2 separate regions of the Pan troglodytes genome follow, and region 2 is linked to region 1. A link is a contact called in public Hi-C data. All regions are on one chromosome and are shown on one strand. Each heading gives the region's core, a stretch centred on a gene start, on an enhancer-like site or on the middle of the called end of the contact. The rest is flanking DNA. Distances are from core to core; before and after follow the strand shown.

Region 1 (3,366 bases), core at 544-3,043:
GAGTTCAAGACCAGCCTGGCCAACATGGTGAAATCCTATCTCCATTAAAAATACAAATATAAGCCAGGCATGGCGGCACGTGCCTGTAATCCCAGCTACTTGGGAGACTGAGGCAGGAGAATCATTTGAACCCAGGAGGCGGAGGTTGCAGTGAGCAGAGACCGCGCCACTGCACTCCAGCCTGGTGACAGAGTGAGACTCCATCTCCAAAAAAAAAAAAAAAAAAAGATAATACTTTGGCTATGGCTAAGTCAAATATAGTTAAAATTCATTTCGTTTCTTTTTACTTTTTTTGAAATGTCATTAATAGACAGTTTTAAATTACTTATGTGGTTCCTATTAAATTTATTTTTAAAAAAATATAAGTAGGCTGGGTGTGGTGGCTGACGCCTGTAATCTCAGCACTTTGGGAGGCCAAGGCAGGTGGATCAACTGAGATCAGTAGTTCGAGACCAGCCTGGCCAACAGGGTGAAACCCCGTCCCTACTAAAAATACGAAAATTAGCCAGGTGTGGTGACATGCACCTGTAACCCCAGCTACTCGAGAGACTGAGGCAGGATAATTGCATGAACCTGGGAGGCAGAGATTGCAGTGAGCCGAGATCGTGCCACTGCACCCCAGCCTGGGTGACATCGTGAGACTGTCAAAAAATATATGTGTGTGTTTGTGTTTATAGAGACAAGGTTTCACCATCTCTGTAATTACAGGCAGACGCCACCGCGCCAGACTCTTAGAGTATGATATTTTTAAAAGATATTTGTTTAGTGTTTGAGATACGCATTGACAACAGGTCTTTTACACCCATTCTCATGTTATCTTCAAAACTACGGGGTGAAATATAATTATTCTATTTTACCAAAGACAGATTTGAGGCTCAGAAAGGTTAAGCTATTTATTCCTGGAATCAATCCGTTTATTTGAAAAGCTTCTGGAAGACAGGGATCCTGTCTTAAACGCTGTGTTTCTTCACAGCACCTAGCACTTAGCTCTCTCCACGTGGTAGGCGCTCAGAAACTTTGTGCTGAACGAAGGATATGGATTCTCAAGTCAAAGCTCCGAGCGCAAAGCCAGGGAGAGAAGCACCAGAGGGCGCCCATGAGCCCGCCCACCCGCGGGTCGCCGGGGCCCAAGCTGGACCTCAGGCCTGGGTGCGGCTCTTCAGCCCCAAGCAGCTGCGCGCCCCAGCAGAACAGGGGGCGAGGGGGCGAGGGAAGCCCCAAGTCCTCCGTCCGCCCCGCCCCCTCCCCAGAGCCAGGCCTCGCAGAGCTGCACGGTGCTGAATGACGACTCGACATCCTGTTTTTGGGGCCCGCGGCTCCGCCTGCGCCTCTGCTGATCTTGTCTTTCCCTTGGGTGCTGACGCCAGCTCCTCTTCCCCCCGAGTCTCCCCACCCTCCCCAGGGGTCTGGGGCCTTCCCACTGCTGAATCACCACCACCCCGCACTCCCCCGGGGCTCAGGGCAGGGGCGGGGACTGCCCCAGCCTCGGCCACCACTCTATCCCTGGGGTTGATTGAAGGCACCGGGCCCAGGGGCGCCTTTCTCAGCATCTTCCCGCGGAGGCTGGTGGGGGCGGGATGGGGGGAAGAGGACGAACGCCTAGCGCCTAGGGTAGGGCCTCCAGGGGTAGGGTGGCCAGGAGGAGGCGGAGAGACTTGACCTTGGGAGGCCTGACTTACTGACCGCAGGGGCAGCGGACTGGGAGGGGAAAGTGGCAAGCCCGGGACTGGGCCGGGGGCGAGGCTGGGGGCGGGCCGGGGCTGGAGAGGGGGAGATCGGCCCTCGGACTTCCTGGTCGGGCCCCGCCCCGGCCCGCCCCGCCTCGCCGGCCCGCCCCCCCCACTTCCTCCGGCCTCCCGCTCTCACTTCCTTCTCGAGCCCGGAGCCGCTGCCGCCGCCCCCAGCTCCCCCGCCTCGGGGAGGGCACCAGGTGAGGCCCGGCCGGGGCTGGCGGGTAGGGGTCCGGGGGAGGAGAGCCCGGCCGGCCCAGGACTCGGCGCGGGCGCCGGCTCATGAGTTTGCTGGCGGAGGCCGCGGGCGGGAGCTTCTCGGTTCAGTCCAAGTAGGGCGGGCGCGGCCGGCCGGGCGGGGCGGGAACGGGGCCACTGCGAGCCGGCGGAGGCTCGGCGAGGGTGGCTTCCCGGCGGCTGTACCGCCTCTAGGGAGCCGAGAGGGACCCCTGAGGTCGGAGGGTCCCGGGCTCCAAGATAAGTGTCTCTGAAGTGGAAGAGCTCAGAGCTGGGAGATAGGACGCAGGTGGGGTGTCCTCAGAAGTTGGTGGGGGGGGTGTTGAGAAGTGCGTGAGGGGAGAGGGCTTCTGGGCTGGAAAAGGCGCTCCCTCTGCTCTGGCAGTTGTGACACTTGGGGTGAGAGGGGCGGTGTCGGGGGCCTCCGAAAGCTCTCTCCCTGTCAGATGGATGCTAATACAGACCCACACTCGGTCTGCAGCCCCAAGGCCCTCTGCACTCAGGAGGACTGGGGTTGGGTGGGGGAGCCCCGCCGACCCCAGTCGTTGTCTGTGTGTCTGTTTTCCTGAGTCCCGACCTTACCTGGAGCCAAGCAGTAGGTATTTAGTGAGCAAACGCTGTTCCTAGCTGACCAGAGCCTGGCCTTGCTCTTTTGGGAGTAACTTGGTCTTGCCCTGTAACTGGAAGTGGAAGGACTCTCTGATTCAGAGGTACTGATAGTCCCTGACAAGTTTTTGTTGCGTCTTTTGGGGACAATTGAGAACCATCTCCTAGTGTTCCTCTTCATTCTTAGTCCCTGAATTATACACATGCTCCTAGGTCTCCCTCCACACCTTCTTTACTTTCTACTCACAAATCCGCCATCACTCTCTTCTCATCCCTTCCAGTCTCTTTTCCTCCAAACATACGGTCATACCTAGGCGTTGACCTGTCTTCACCTACCCTGCCCCATGTTTGTCTTGGTCCTCTGCAACCTGCCCCATCCCTTCCCTTCCCAGCTCTGGCACCCACACACATACACCTCCTTGTTTCTTCCATCACCCCTCATTCCTTTTGAACCCTCAGCCTGTCACCCTTTCTGTATCCTTCCCTCCCACCCACTTATCTCCAGCTTTGGAATCAGGATCTGTTGTTGAAGACTTAGTGAGTTCTAGAGTCTTTTCAAACCTCCCTAGCTTGGAGAGGCAGTCTGCAGCCTCCCAGTGATAGAGAGGATTAAAGAGCTGGAAAGCCTCTGTGTGTGTGTGTGTGTGTGTGTGTGTGTGTGTGTGTGTGTGTTCGCGCGCGCGTGTGTCTGTGTATCTACATCTTCATCTCTTAGAGATGGATTAAAGAGCTGGAAAGCCTGTGTGTGTGTGTGTGTGTGTGTGTGTGTGTGTGTGTTCGCGTGCGCGTGTGT
Region 2 (3,366 bases), core at 241-2,740, 220 kb before region 1:
AAAACCTTCCATCCAGCTAAACAAGCCTTCTCCCTTCTTCACTTCTTTCCTCCACACGGCTATCTATGTTAATACACTCATTCATTCATCTATTCATTCACCAAGTTCTTTCAAGTGCCTACTAAGTGCCAAGCCCTGTGCTAAGCCCTAAATACATGGCGATAAATCAGAAAGCCCTCCCTGCCACTGAGGAGCTCATGATTTACTCCAACAAAGACAAGTAAACAGATAACTCTATACAGTGTGACAAATTCTATAATACAAAGATATATATATATATATATATATAAGATCTTGGGTCCGCCCAAAAGATGGAGTAATCAGCTCTGCCTGAAAGGAGTCAGGGAAAGAAAGAGAGACTTGGACTACACCCAGAACAAAGACTGAGAGTTTGCTAATCCCTTTGGAAGAGAAAACAGACTTTACTGTCTGGTCTTCCTTTCTAAGTAAAAACCACCAGGTTACCAGGGGACCAGATTAGGAAGGAGAAAGGATGGTGAAGAAGAGATAAGATATATAGCTTAGACTTGAGGTATAGAAAAGAAAGGATAGACTACAGAACAAGAAGGACCCCTAGAGAACACTGACCACTGAGATAATTAAGTAGATGAAACAAACAGAACTCAATCTGTAAAAAAAAAAAAAAAAAAAAACCTCTAAGTCCAGAGCTATCAGTGGCGGAGACTTCAAAAGACATCACGGAACAAGCAAGGAGGTAAGAGGAGGAAATGTTAGGCTGCAAGCTTCCCGCAAATTGTAATCTGCCTAATTGGTCCCTGAAGAGAAAGGGAGTTGAACCCCCTGAAAATGAACACCAGATGGCGATATATGCATAGGTAAAGACAAATCAGAGGCGCCATTTCCTGCCATCTCCTTCCCTTGCTGAATATCCTCCTTTACTGTACTCTTCCATGACCCAACTATATAAATTTACACCATTAAGGATTCACTTCTTCACTGAAATACTGTCCTTTATGAAAGCAGCCTCTTGAGAAAAGCCAATACTATGATATGTCTGTCCCTTATAATAATAGCGAGCTCCTTTAAAGTAGAATCAAGACTGACCCCCTTTCATAGTTCCAATAAGGTCTGTTAGAGATGGAGATCAATAATTATTGTTGGGTGTAGAAATGAGCAAATAAGTATACAATTAAGCACTGCCCCACTCCAAGGCAACAACAATTAGCATTGCAATTAGTCCTGGCTCTAAGCAGTTGTGTGACTATGAGCAAGTTTTGCCTGTTTTGGGAATCAAAATTCCTGCCTGCCTCAAATAATTATCTTGAAACTCAATGAAATCCTAACTGGACTGTATATGTAGAATTACATTTATTCACATAAATTATCAGGAACTCTGTAATAAAGCTCTGTGAAAGCTGGCATTGCAGGTCTGTTAATACAAGGAGGAACCAGGTGGCATGTGGGCTCTGGACACTCAGAGGAGGATATATGTGTGCATGTGTGCAAGCCTATCTCTAGGGGGAAAAGGGGAGGGGTGTCTTTGTCTCTTTCTAAGTGCCACAGTGGTCATTTAGCTCTGGAAGCTTTAGGGAGCAGGGAGTGCTGGGAGCTTAGTTTTATCCCCAAACTTGGAATGTCTCCTGCCTAGATTCTTTTGCCTTTGGAATGGAAACAGTACATGTTTTTCAAACAAATGAGGTATGGGGACTGCTCAGACAGCAGCAGTTAGCTCCTAATTGGCAAAGGGCCCAAGAACAAGGGGCCCAGCAAAGTAGCCAGGAATCAGCTTAGAGATCAGACCCCTCTTGCTCCCTAGAAGCCCAGCCCATGGAAATAAATCCAATAAGTCTGCTACCTCAGTAGAGGCAGCACCCTGGAGTGTCAAAATTCCTAGTTCACTACTTACTGATATATGACCCTGAACAAAGCACTTACCCTCTCTGAGCCTTCATTTCCCCAACTCTAATAGTACCTACTTCAAAGGGCCATAGTGATTAAAAGCAATAATGCATTTAAGTATTTAACAATACCTGGCTCACAAGAAGTCTTTTCCCTATCCCTCCAAATTAAATAGTGTTTACCATTTAAAAATAACACAATGGCTGGGCACAGTGGCTCAGGCCTGTAATCCCAGCACTTTGGGAGGCTGAGGTAGACCTCTTGAGTCCAGGAGTTCAGGAAAAGCCTGGGCAACACAGCAAGACCCCTGTCTCTACAAAAAATAAAAAAATTAGCCAGGCATGGTGGCATGCACCCAGCTACACAGGAGGCTGAAGCAGGAGGATCTCTTGAGCCCAGGGGGTGGAGGCTGCAGTGAGCCATGTTCATGCTATTGAACTTCAGCCTGGGCAACAGAGCAAGACCCAGAGTCAAAATAATAATAATAATAATAAATAGAAATAAATGAAAAGACAAGACTTCATTTCCTTTTACATGAATTCCTGCAAAGACTTCCCAACTAGAGTCCCTAGGCTTCCAGAATCATTTTCTAAAAGACAGTCTTGAATAGACCTCTCCTCTTCTCAAAAACAAAACAACCAAAAAAACCTGATTTGACTCTCTATTGCCTTCTGCATCCTACTAACTTCCCCACATGCATCTTAAGGTTCCAGGGATCTGACCCCACCCTATACACTCAACCTCCCAGGACCTCCCTACCCATCTTTAAAGGCTACCTCCTCAGAGTCCCACATCCACTCATCCACCTCTTTGTCTTTCTAGACATTAGCATTCTTATCCTATAAGCTGAGTCTGGAACTAAGTCTGCATTAAGTGTGCTCTCACTGCTGCTTCTTGTGGGTGTGTAAGTTTTGTTTCCTCAGGACCAGTGAATTTCTCATAACTGCCATCACAGAACTGGTTCCTAGATGTCAGGACTGACTGACTGACTGACGGGCACTCTCTTTTCACAGTTAAATCTTCTGCCATAGTTTTGAAGTCACATTTTATTTTAACAGAATCCCAGACCATCTGAGTTGGAAGTGTTCTCCTAGGAGAGTTTAGCATTCTCCCAGGTCAATCCCTTCATATTACCAATGAGGAAATAAGTCCTGGGAGGGAAAGAAATTTATCCAAAGTTATACAGCAAGTTAGTGTTTATGAGATTTAGACTCCTTATAAGAAAGAACTAAGGACAGTAAGAAGGAAGGTTTTGAGGTTTCTTTGGGGAACAGTAAAGAACAGTTCATTACATCTATTTATATGTTAGCAGAAGCAGTCCAGAGACAGGCAGAAGGAAGAATGACCCCATAACAAGCAATGGGAAGCTCAAGACCTCTGGCAGCTACACATTTCTCCCTCTGAAGCTAAGAGGCAAAAAAGATAGAAACAAGTTTCTCCCCAGGAGGAATAACTGCCCAGGGCAATTGGAATATCAGCAACCTAAACTTGCAGTGCAGTTTTGGA

The links. Hi-C and Micro-C count contacts between places; a contact is called where the count stands out from the background.
Region 2: a contact with region 1 is called in a Hi-C map of stem cell-derived neural progenitor cells, with 5 times the contacts expected there. The contact joins the enhancer-like site here to the promoter of RHOG in region 1. A contact is called at or near these places in 5 of 7 Hi-C or Micro-C datasets (blood, induced pluripotent stem cells, a lymphoblastoid cell line and 2 more), 1 of 1 datasets of contacts at active chromatin or transcription factors (stem cell-derived excitatory neurons) and 1 of 1 other capture datasets (stem cell-derived neural stem cells).

The regions. Positions count from the first base shown.
Region 1 is chr9:7,976,924-7,980,289 of NHGRI_mPanTro3-v2.0_pri, reverse strand. It overlaps RHOG (ras homolog family member G), which reads left to right and starts at 1,793. Exons shown (of 2, transcript XM_016920234.3): 1 at 1,793-1,930.
Region 2 is chr9:8,198,410-8,201,775 of NHGRI_mPanTro3-v2.0_pri, reverse strand. The region is part of intron 6 of STIM1 (stromal interaction molecule 1); the gene reads right to left. Among named protein-coding and RNA genes, the nearest start is that of RRM1, 23 kb to the left of the region's middle. Within about 2 kb of position 1,490, at least 4 of the 24 cell types and tissues checked have an H3K27ac peak or open chromatin away from gene starts, as enhancers often do. A contact at or near this core is called in stem cell-derived neural progenitor cells, where this site is marked.